Regions from separate parts of the Zea mays genome. Here regions 2, 3 and 4 are each linked to region 1. Evidence: chromatin contacts called from public Hi-C data. All regions are on one chromosome and are shown on one strand. Each heading gives the region's core, a stretch centred on a gene start, on an enhancer-like site or on the middle of the called end of the contact. The rest is flanking DNA. Distances are from core to core; before and after follow the strand shown. Region 1 holds the start of LOC100304296. Region 2 holds the start of LOC103639924 (heat shock 70 kDa protein 4). Region 3 holds the start of LOC542488 (rough sheath 2). Region 4 holds the start of LOC103639955 (pyridine nucleotide-disulfide oxidoreductase domain-containing protein 2).

Evidence for each region. A called contact is a pair of places that touch in the nucleus more often than the background predicts.
Region 2: a contact with region 1 is called in a Hi-C map of ear, with 4 times the contacts expected there. The contact joins the promoter of LOC103639924 here to the promoter of LOC100304296 in region 1. A contact is called at or near these places in 5 of 25 Hi-C or Micro-C datasets (bundle sheath, ear, endosperm and 1 more).
Region 3: a Hi-C map of leaf shows a contact between it and region 1, with 6 times the contacts expected there. The contact joins the promoter of LOC542488 here to the promoter of LOC100304296 in region 1. A contact is called at or near these places in 3 of 25 Hi-C or Micro-C datasets (ear and leaf).
Region 4: a Hi-C map of endosperm shows a contact between it and region 1, with 2.8 times the contacts expected there. The contact joins the promoter of LOC103639955 here to the promoter of LOC100304296 in region 1. A contact is called at or near these places in 6 of 25 Hi-C or Micro-C datasets (ear, endosperm, leaf and 1 more).

Annotation. Positions count from the first base shown.
Region 1 is chr1:158,217,050-158,219,711 of Zm-B73-REFERENCE-NAM-5.0, forward strand. LOC100304296 reads right to left here and starts at 1,294. Exons shown (of 4, transcript NM_001361280.1): 1 at 975-1,294. The coding sequence starts at 1,250.
Region 2 is chr1:157,754,887-157,757,548 of Zm-B73-REFERENCE-NAM-5.0, forward strand. It overlaps LOC103639924 (heat shock 70 kDa protein 4), which reads left to right and starts at 1,309. Exons shown (of 2, transcript XM_008662604.4): 1 at 1,309-1,683. The coding sequence starts at 1,470. It overlaps LOC111590730 (small nucleolar RNA Z194), which reads left to right and starts at 2,192; the gene lies at 2,192-2,293. LOC111590684 (small nucleolar RNA Z195/SNORD33/SNORD32 family) reads left to right here and starts at 2,358; the gene lies at 2,358-2,439.
Region 3 is chr1:158,675,450-158,678,111 of Zm-B73-REFERENCE-NAM-5.0, forward strand. LOC542488 (rough sheath 2) reads right to left here and starts at 1,350. Exons shown (of 2, transcript NM_001112039.2): 1 at 722-1,350.
Region 4 is chr1:157,837,159-157,839,820 of Zm-B73-REFERENCE-NAM-5.0, forward strand. It overlaps LOC103639955 (pyridine nucleotide-disulfide oxidoreductase domain-containing protein 2), which reads left to right and starts at 1,364. Exons shown (of 7, transcript XR_004855367.1): 1 at 1,364-1,635.

The DNA.
Region 1 (2,662 bases), core at 44-2,543:
TGATTGTGGACTACTGCACATTTCATTCCACTTTATTTGTGGTTGTCGCTTTGCTAGTTGCTATTAGTTGAGCACTTGAACTTATGTAATTGTGGATTTGTGGTAGTGTGGTTGTGGACATGTTATATTGTTACATGAAATTAAGTTATATTCAATTTTGTCCATGTTGTTTAAAAAGACGTTTTAAAGCTCGCTTAAACGTTTTAAAGTCAAAAAGTTCTCATGAGCGCCTCAACATTTTATCGCTTTAATAACCTTGACGATAAGTTTGTCACTTAATCCCAAATTCTTAATGAACTAACCAAAGCCAAACAATACAAATTGCTCACCAACAAAAGATCAAAACTTTGACCATAAGACCAAGCTGATAAAATAAAAAAATGTCTGCTAAGCCTAGCAAACTAGGCCGCAAAAGCAAGGAATGATCATATGTCACAGCCAGTACTGTGTCAACAAGTGTACAAGCAGGGACGGATCCAGCGGACGGGGCTCGAGCAAGGTGGCATATACGTTTTTTTTTGTGTTGGTATTTCGTACGTGTGCGTGGGTCCACAGGGCAGAGTCGGCCTCTGGCATATAAGCTTAAGGGCTGATTTGGTGACCAAGGATCAGGGATTGGAGGGGATTGGAGGGGATTAAGGGATTAAGGGGGAATATCTTGGATACTGAAATGGAACGCACCTAAAGCTAAAACCTCAACGATATATTTTTTTCATTGAAATAGGATCCATAGCAAAGTATACGCCAGGTAAAATAACGATAGCTGCTACGGTAGCATGGAATAGGAAGGACAGGAAGCTTAAAATCAGGATTTTCATTCAAATATCTGCACACTTGATACAAAGTGAGTGAAGCTTAAGAGCGCAGTTTTTTATCTTAAAAATAATACTAAAAGGTCGCACAGGCAGCCAAGCATCTGGAATCCAGCATAGATGAGGAACTAGAGAAGGCGAGAGCAACAAGTAAGCGCGTACCAGGAATATCCTGCTCCCGTCGCGGCCGAGCTGGAGCAGGTCGAGCGCCTCCTCCAGCGCGTCGGCGAGCACCGCCAGCGCCCGCTCCGGTTCCACCGCGGGTACACAGGGTACCTCCCGGAGCTCCTCGACAAAGGGGCCAAGGAGCCGGATCCGCCGCGACAGCGCGAGCAGCTGGCGCCTGTACGCGTTTCGGAACTCCCAGCCACCGGATCCCACCGCCTCCACGGCGGCGGCCACCCTCTCCGCGGCCCCGCGGCCGCTGACGCCGGCCATGACGAGGGGAGTCCAGTCGAGCCGCCGCGGCGTGAACCGGACCCTGCCAACAGGTGACTAGTCAGAGGGAAAGGAGACAGTGGCAGGGGCGGTAAATAGGTGCGAGAAAAGCGGGGTAGTGGCGTCGTATTGGGTGGGTCCCGCGGTCGTGTCAGCGTCGCGGGCGGGCCGGATCGCGTCGTTGGAGTTGCCCGCACCTCCACGGCAGCTGATTTTCGCGTCCGTCCGGTCCGGGTCGCCGCTCGTATCCTACGGATGCGGTGCGGGTGCATCGGCCGGCGCCCAACGCCTACCGAAGGTCCGAAGCCACCGGCGACCACTAACCGCGACCGGCCTGTCAATTGCATGCAAAAAAAATTAGTTATAATGTGGACCATATTATTTATAGAGTAAAGTTTAAAATATAAAAGCATCTCAAAGAGAGATTCTCAGAGCAACTCTGAAAGATTAACTTAGTCAAATTTACTGATTTAGCTACTCTTTAAAACCGATTTAACAGAAAAATTGTAGGTTAATCCAAGAGACTCGATAAACCTATAAATTGAAGGGAGAGTGAAGCAGCCTATTCAAAAATAGAGAGTCACTAAATTTGAAGATTCATTTACAGAGTCTATTGGATACGTTTTTCTTCTAATATTAGCTAAATTTACCTTTATAAAACTATATATTTAATATCTTGGAGTTGCTCTAAACTGGATACTATTTTAAATATGGCTAAGAACCATAAAACACACTTTTTAACTGTGATCCTATTTTATAAAATTCCATCAAACGATTATAGAGCTCAATCTCTCGGGTTCTAAATATAGTACCTTATATACTGGAGTCATATTCTCGTTTTCTCTTGAGCTTCAACCATTTATTTTCTAATAACATAATTTATTTTATAAATAGCATTATTTAAAGCCTAACTGTTGGAGTAAAAAGTTCTTTTGAGGCCTTAAACACTAAATACGATTCTATTTCAAATTTTAGGACTCTAGTTTAGAGTTTATTGTTGAAGATGTTCTAAGGTAAGACAGAGAGTCTACTGGAGATAGTCTTATCAAGCTAACAGCCTTCTTAAAGCAGTTATATCAAAAGTGTTTTATACGATCATATACATACTCTGCTGAGCATGGCGTAGAAAGATGAATGAAAAGCTATGTAAAGGTGAAAACTGTGCTTAGATTTTGGTTGTTGCTCTTTGTTCTATTCTGCCGACATCCTCTATTTTTATTATATTATTGAAAACAAAGGGAAATTTTGTTTTAAGTGAAAAGATATAGAACGTGGTTTTCTGTTCAGATAGATCTCTAAATAAAAATTCAAACCAGTTAAGAAATTTTTTTAGAATTATTTAAAGATATTTTTACAATGTGTTCGAACACCCTCTCCCTGAGCTCTGCGCACCGCACGTCGACCCACTGTCG
Region 2 (2,662 bases), core at 59-2,558, 460 kb before region 1:
GGATGAGTGACCGACCAGGAAGTTTTCTTGGGTGCGCATGAGTCAGGACAAAGTGCGCCCAAAAGACTCGTGTTGGTCTGTGGGGACGATATATGATTCTAGAGAGATGCCAAGAGTAAGTATCGTCGGTCCAAGGATTGAACAGGGTGTTACAAGTGGTATCAGAGCTGACCCTCGCGGTTTCACGGGCGTGTGTGGGCTAGGGGGTTCGGGTATATGGCGCATGTGGGTCCGGAGTGATCACATGACATGTCATATGACGACACTAGACACACAGACGTGGTAAGAGGGGAGGTTCCTGGATTGGGATTGACCGACGAGGACGTCTGTCTTATAAGGGGGTGGATGGTGATGTTCTGGCCCCTGGGATTGTGATATCCTGGCCAAGGTTTAATAGAATTAATAGAGTATCCATACCAACAAAGTGCATCTTTTTTTCGGAAGCCTATTTCGAAAGAACCTCCAAGTTAAGCGTGCTTGGCTTGGAGCAATTTGGGAGGTTGACCGACCGAGAAGTTTTCTCGGGTGCGCATGAATGAGGACAAAGTGCGCCCAATAGACTCGTGTTGGTCTGTGGGGACGATATATGATCTTAGAGAGATGACAGGAGTAAGTACCGCCGGTCCAGAGATTGGACGTGGTGTTGCAATAGTACTATGTATACGGAATGAGCCCATAACACGATCATTCCACACATGCCTTAGTACTATCATTATGACTCGAGCTGAATACGTTAGTATTGTGAAACATATCGACATATGTGTTGTAGGAGAACTCTAAAAGAACTTGTATTTGAGTATTGCACAATCCGATGATTGATTGTTACATGAGAATTGAAGTTTCTGATGTTATATATATGTCGTATGTTATTTTGGTAAACATATATTATGTGAATCAATTAATATAAATTATTGAACATGTATTGAGCAAATTATAAATAAATCATGTCATTTTTCTGTAAAGGATATAAAAAATCGGTTCATTTTGGTGGAAAACCGATGGTTTCGAACGGTTATTAGCGGTTTTTGCAGCAGTAAATCCGTAAAAAAATTAATTTATTCTGGACAAACAGGTCGATTTTACCCTAAACAGCCGGTTTACTGTTACCGTCGGCGGACGTTTTTTTTTACGAATCGGTTTAAGCAACCCAGAAAGGAAAAAGAGCCGTTTGAACTGGCTAAGCCGAATGGCGCCCGCGGAAAGGCCTCCGCCACACGCCCTGGGCTGCACGATCACATCTCAACGGCTTGGATTTTTTCTCGATGCGTTCAGGAACATTCTAGAACACCACAGCCCACCCGCTGACGCGCTCTTTGCTCCCTATAAAATGTCACTTCCCCGCATTCGTCCCACTCCCTCTCGAAACCCTAGTCCTCTGTTACTTCTCCCGCCGCCGCCAATCCCCTCCCGTTCTCCGCCACCGCCAATCCCCTCCCGTCCTCCGCCACCTCTGCTGAGAGCGAGAAGAGATGGCCGGCAAGGGTGATGGGCCGGCAATCGGCATCGATCTCGGCACGACCTACTCTTGCGTCGGTGTGTGGCAGCACGACCGTGTCGAGATCATCGCCAACGACCAGGGTAACCGCACCACACCCTCGTACGTCGCCTTCACCGACTCCGAGCGCCTCATCGGAGATGCGGCCAAGAACCAGGTCGCCATGAACCCCATCAACACCGTCTTTGGTGAGCACGCCCTCGTTCTCGGTTCTTCTTACTCCTGCTGCTCTAGCTGAGATCCGTTTTGTTCACCGTGATTAGTTGTTTGGTCTGGTAGATGTACCGCAGGTTAGCTGGATCACTACGTCAGTGCTTGATTTGATTTGTTTAACTTCCCGTCGTAAAAGTTGCTCAGATCCCATGTAGTTCAGCTTTGTTTTCTTATAGATCAGTTGGATCTGAAGGCGATTGTTGCTGGTAGTAGTAGTTGCATAGTTATTTTTACTCTCGCTGAGCTGAGATCTATCACTATTTGTCCGATTTAGTCTTGGGTCCGAGATCCGCTAGTTTTTAAGACTCTGTAGCCTTACAGCCTGGTGCCTTATTTTTTATTACTTGGCACTAAAATTATATACAAATGTGTTTTTAGATCCATGATATGTTGTCGGTCTGTTGTTCGTAGTCTTAGATATCTTCGTTTTTGTCACTACTAAAAACACCGACTGGTTCTGTTGTACTTTTTGTCACTCGACGTGGCAGATTGATGATGAAACGATTACCCCAAGCGCTTAAATCCACTTATGCCAGTGATGGAAAGCTATGTTCTCATAGTTTTCGTGGTTTTCAATCTGAAACTGCAGATGAAATGTTTTTGTTCTATTTTTTTTGTTGTTTTTGCTATTTTCTTTTGGATAAGTAATGAGAGAAATGATGAGATTATATCCACACGAGATATCTGCATTCTTTATGATGACAACATCATGCATCACCATCTGATCTCTCATTGTTTTATCATATTGCTTTTACCTGAACTATTCGCTGCCTACTTTTACATTCTAGCTTTTACTATATTTGTAGCTGGCACCACTGCACATCAAGCATTGCTTTCAGTGTCATCTTTTAAAAAAGCTGTACTGCTATTTATTGCTCTGATATTTTGGTCATGTCTGTCATTGATGACTTTGGCTTTACCAGAGAAACATTCGTGGTATAGTTTTGAAGGGAG
Region 3 (2,662 bases), core at 100-2,599, 460 kb after region 1:
CATGCTGCAGATCCTTGCTCGATCTTAATTGGTTAATACTCCAAAGGGCATCCAGGGGAGATGAGATCAAGCTGGACAATGGTGGGTGAAGAAAACATGGCGTTGACGACCGGGAAGATTTCTGAAGAACCATGGCACCAAACTAACTAGTAACTATTCTGACAGACCAAAACGAGTTCAGGACCGCCGCCGCACACCTGAAGCCGAACGAGAAGAATTCACGTACGAGGCAGACGACCGACGGTTCTCGCCGACGAACAGGAGGAAATAAATAGGGGGGCCGCAGGACATGAACTAAATAGCCAAATTTTTGGGAACGAAATCGACGACACAATCTCCTGCTGCTCGCCTTTCAAAAAAAGAAATTCTCCTGCTCACGCGCACATACCACGAAATAAAGAACGAGAGAGAAAAATAGAAGAAAAAAAACCGGGGACACATCACATTCAGCGGCTGCACCCGCGCGCTTCCTCTGGTAAAATAAAAGACCCGGAAACTGAGGAACAATCCTTGTCACAAATCAACATCTCTACCACAGTACTGCTACTGCTACTATGTAGGAGGTGCCGTAAAAAACAACCCGAATGCAAGAAGACATGCTAAACCAGATCAGACTGCCACTACTGCTACTCCTCCCCAATAATCCACACAACCAGAGACGAACGAACGAGTGAACTAATACGTGCGCGTTGATAGTAAAGCTAGGAAACGAAGAACTTACAGAGGCACGGCCTACACCATCCTGGCAGAGACCTTGGCGTCCCTCGGCTGAGAGGCAAGGCAGCAGGAGCGGGAGAGGGGAGGGGGGAGGAAGGACGGACGGAAGGAGCGGGAGCACAAATAATTGTGTGAGGTTGAAGACGACGAGCGAGCGAGGGGACCTGGCGAGCAGTAGCAGTAGGAGGAGAAGGGAGGGAGGGAGGGAGGGATAGGGAGGTGTGAGCTGAAAGATTCCTTTCCACGGCCTCTCTCACAGCCCGTGAGCGAGCGAGCGAGCTTGTGTGTATGTGTTTGTATGTATAGGAGGAGAGAGCACCAGCGGCGGAGGGAGGGAGGTGTGGGGGACAAGGCGCAGCGAGAAATTAGGGCACGCGGAAAGGAAAAGACGGGGGCGCGGGCGGGAGGAAAAGGGATGCCCGGAAAGGGGGCGCGCGTGTATATATAGACAGGGACACAGGGTCAGGGTCTCAGCGAGCCGGAGCGGTAGAGAGCGCGAGTGAGAGCGAGCTACTCGAAGCTGTAGAGCTACTAGGATGGAGTGGAGCAGGGGGGCGCAGCGCAGGTGAAGCACGGGCAACAGCGGCACGCAGCATGGCAATGGCAATGGCAATGGCATGAGCACAGGCACCCCCACACGAGACGAGAGACGGGACACGGCCACGCCTACACATGCAGCTCCAGCTGCAGCATGCACATGGAGGTGGAGGAGCGTGCTGGCTGGCGCAGTGGCAGCAGTATACAGTACGTGGTTGTGGGGGTGGGCCGGGGGTGCTTTCTCTGCTGCGAGCTGACTTCGCAGTACTGGCTTGCCCGGCCCTGGCCCTGGGCTGAGCACGCAGAGGCAGCGGGGGATGGAAGGAGAGAGAAGTTAAAGAAAAGAGAGAGAGAAGAGAAGAGAAGAGGCGAGACTGTTGGAGAGTTGATTGATGGGACGAGCGAGCGACATGGACGGACATGGCTCCGGCCTCTCTGGCGTGCGCGCGTGGGTGGGTGGATACGCGCCCCGAATCAAATTTTACGCAAAAAAATCAGATTCAAAGAAATAAACTCATTCCAGTCCTATACAATCTATCCGTTTGGGTTGAATTTGCAGCTTCTACTACTCCTTCAATGTTAATAGCTGGCTTTAATCGCTCCTTCAATATTAGTAGTAGTAGAGTGACGATCGATGGGATGGGGTGGGAAATGAAATGGCAGCATCTCTGGGGGGCTGGCCGGCGCGCGGGCGGGCGGTGGGAAAAGGCGCCGTACGTCGTCGGCGTCGCGTCTTGTCGTGGCAGCGAGCACAGCGCGCGTGGAAAGCGACGAAAAAGATGGGGAGCGAGCGTGGAGGAGGGCTTCCACGAGTCAAATCACGGCAGCATGGCCCCCGCGCCGCGCGGATTAGAGATCGCTTTTTTTTCCTTCTTCTTTTTTACTACTACTGCTCCTACTCAACAGGCACGCCTGAGTGAGTGCCCATGACGAGTAGCTAGCCTGTTCTGTGGCCAACAGTTACACAGGTCAAACTAGTATAATAACTGTGTGTGGTTATATCAGCTACTATTAGCATAATAATTAGATAAAAATAAATAACATATAGTATTGTTATTGATCTTAATATCTTACGATTTTTTTGTCAGCAATCAATACATTTTTACTTCTAAATTTTATATCAGCTATTCAGACTCTCCATCTCACTATTTATTTAATGTTGGGTGATTTTTCTTATCGGACTCTTCACACTACTTTGGGTACATGACATTCTTCAACATCATGGATGTAAGTCGTCCATATTGACACAACTGATTGACAAGAACAAGTTTTTGGCAGGACCAGGTTTTGGGCAAACATAAGGAAGTATTAAAAAGACCAAAGCGCTTAGGAACTTACTAATGTTTCTCTTCATCAGCCGAGTTTCTGGCCTTGGTGGCTAAGTACAACCGAGCAACCAATCCTCTAT
Region 4 (2,662 bases), core at 114-2,613, 380 kb before region 1:
AGGTCTACTCTTGCTGGATCCAAATTGACCTATTTGCATTCTCCACTAGATTATCTCTTTTCCTTTTTTTAATACTAGATCAAGCCCTCACAAACTTTTGCTCGTGCAGGACACCATGGGGATACACTAACAACCACTAATACATATAAAAGCAAGGCTCCAAGGGTAACAAACGCTTCACATGAACTTGATTTCACCACAAAGTACTTAAGGGTTTCTCAAGTTTCTTTCACACACAATCTCATAATGCTCAATTCTTGATATTGGATTAAAAAATGAGACTACATGCACTCAAGTCCCAGAAAAGGGTGAATTTGGAGATCTCTCTTGTCTTTGATGGTGTATATGGATGTGGAAAGCTTTAGCAACCTATAATAGGCCATGGTGAGGGGTATAAATAGATCAACCCAAAAGTAGCTATTGGCTGCCTAGTGAGGCAAAATTGTAACACCCAAAATACTATTTTGGGTTTTAGGAAAGATTGTCCCCAAAGGATTATAAAAATTAAAAAGCATTTAATAAGAATTTCCTTTATTTTCAAAAACAAATTATGTAAAATGGTCGAATGGTAATAATAGATGGTTCAAACTTAGGTCTGAACAATTAAAATGAGCGATGTAATTTGGAACCTAAAAATATGAAAAAATAGATGAGAAGATCCTTATATGAGTTGCGATTTATTTCAAAGTATCTCTTGAATATTATACATTATAAACTATTTTATATTAAAATGAATAATATGCTTTCAATAAGACAATATCTTTAAAAGAGTGTTATGTTTAAATCATCAATATGTGTTGCATATTTGAAGCATTGGCCTAAATAAATCATATAAATAAAATCATAAATTGCATGATGGAGATTTATTTGCTTGTGCATTTCAGTTTGATGGATTTTGAATTCTAACTTGAATTTGAAATTTGAACTAGAAAAAAATAAAACTTAAAAAGGAAAAGGAAACTAGAAATAAAAAAGAAAGTGTACCTAACCTTACCTGCCTCTCGGGCCCTCATCCCTCTTGGCCCAGATCGCCCTCTTCTTTCGCTAAATGGGCCGATTAAGCACCCGTCGACCCATCTAATTCCCTTCATTTTTCTTTCTACCACACGGCTGACCCATGGGGCTCATGGGCTAGTCTCCCATGCCTCGTCGCACGCTCCCCTCACAGTCAAGTTCACGTGTATCTCTTGTCACCTCCATGTGGGCCCCATTCATCGGATTCGTCCCTTCCCTCGCAACAAGCCACATGCGCGATCGCAACAAACTTCAAAAAATCGTAACAAACTCCGTTGCTGCCAGCTCAATCTCATCTGGCCTGGGTCCTTAGCTTCGGTTATAAATCCTGAGCCCCCGAGATCGCCCTGCACATCCACTCGAGTATGTCGTGACCACAAAAACGAAGAACGTCGAGCAGGTCGCTGAGTAAGAACCGAAGCCGCCATTGTTGGTTCGTTCGTACACCATCGATGGGGTCTCAATGTCGGGTCATGGGGCTTAACTAGATCGCGAGGAAGGTGATTATGGCCTCGCCTGGTGGAAATTCATAGTGGAGCACCAGAGATTGCTCGTCGGAATTCTTTCTCCATCGTGGAGCCGATGGCCTCCATGGCAACATTGCTCCCACCACTATATCTGGTAAGAAGTACCTTATTCGATGCGTAATAGACTAGGCTTCGTTTAGAACCTATCAACTTTGGGAATCAGATATTGGGGCGCATTTGCGTGCTCGACGACCATGGCCTTCGCCACGTGGGCTCTGCACGTCGCCACAACTGGTCGGCGGGAGGACGTGCAACATCCAAGGAATGACCCTGATTGGAGTATACCGTTTTGCGGGTCATTAAATATGATGCATCGAAATCCGATCGGACGTCTATAGTTGGATCTTGATGTAAAGCTACGGGGTGAGTTATGGATCGTTAGATGATGATCCGGTGGTCTAGACTTCATACCGGTTCGGCCATCTTATCCAATCCCTCATATCAAGATCTAACGGGCAGTAACACTCGCACGTTATAATAGCGAGGCTGTTTTCATAAAGTGCCCCTGGCCTTTTTACTTAATAAAGTCGCTGTCCAAATCAGTTGAATAGTATTTAAAACAAGGCCTTGAAATTTACACAAAGCACGCTGGACATTCCAAAAAAATTGAAGCCACCATCTAGGTTTTTGGGAAATAAAAAAACAGAACATGACTTTTGTATAAGAATAAATCTAGAAACTTAGAAAATCTATATCTTTCGTGTTTGAACTCCATTTTTAGTAGTTCTCGAAATCGCGGATTCGTCTCGATGCATATAATACTCTTACGTATTTGGTTTTCATGTTTGGTGTGCTTCAAATTTTAAATCATTATTTGTCTGTATGCTTGTACTGCTACGTTTAGACAGGCGAGTGTATGTGGTCTGTAGATCTAGACTTTTGAAGAGATCTAATCAACAAGTTATCGCAAGTAAAAGGCAAGTTGGGTCCTTGATCACATTTTTGACCTAATAATATTTACTTTTATATTCACACCCTGATTTCATTGTTAGACGGGACTTAATAGGTTACCTAGTTTTCTTTATCTTACACCTTGCATGCAAATGAGTTATTGGGTAGTCTTGCTATTGTTCTACTTGGTTTTGGGATTAATGTTACATACAAATTATGATCTGGTCTTA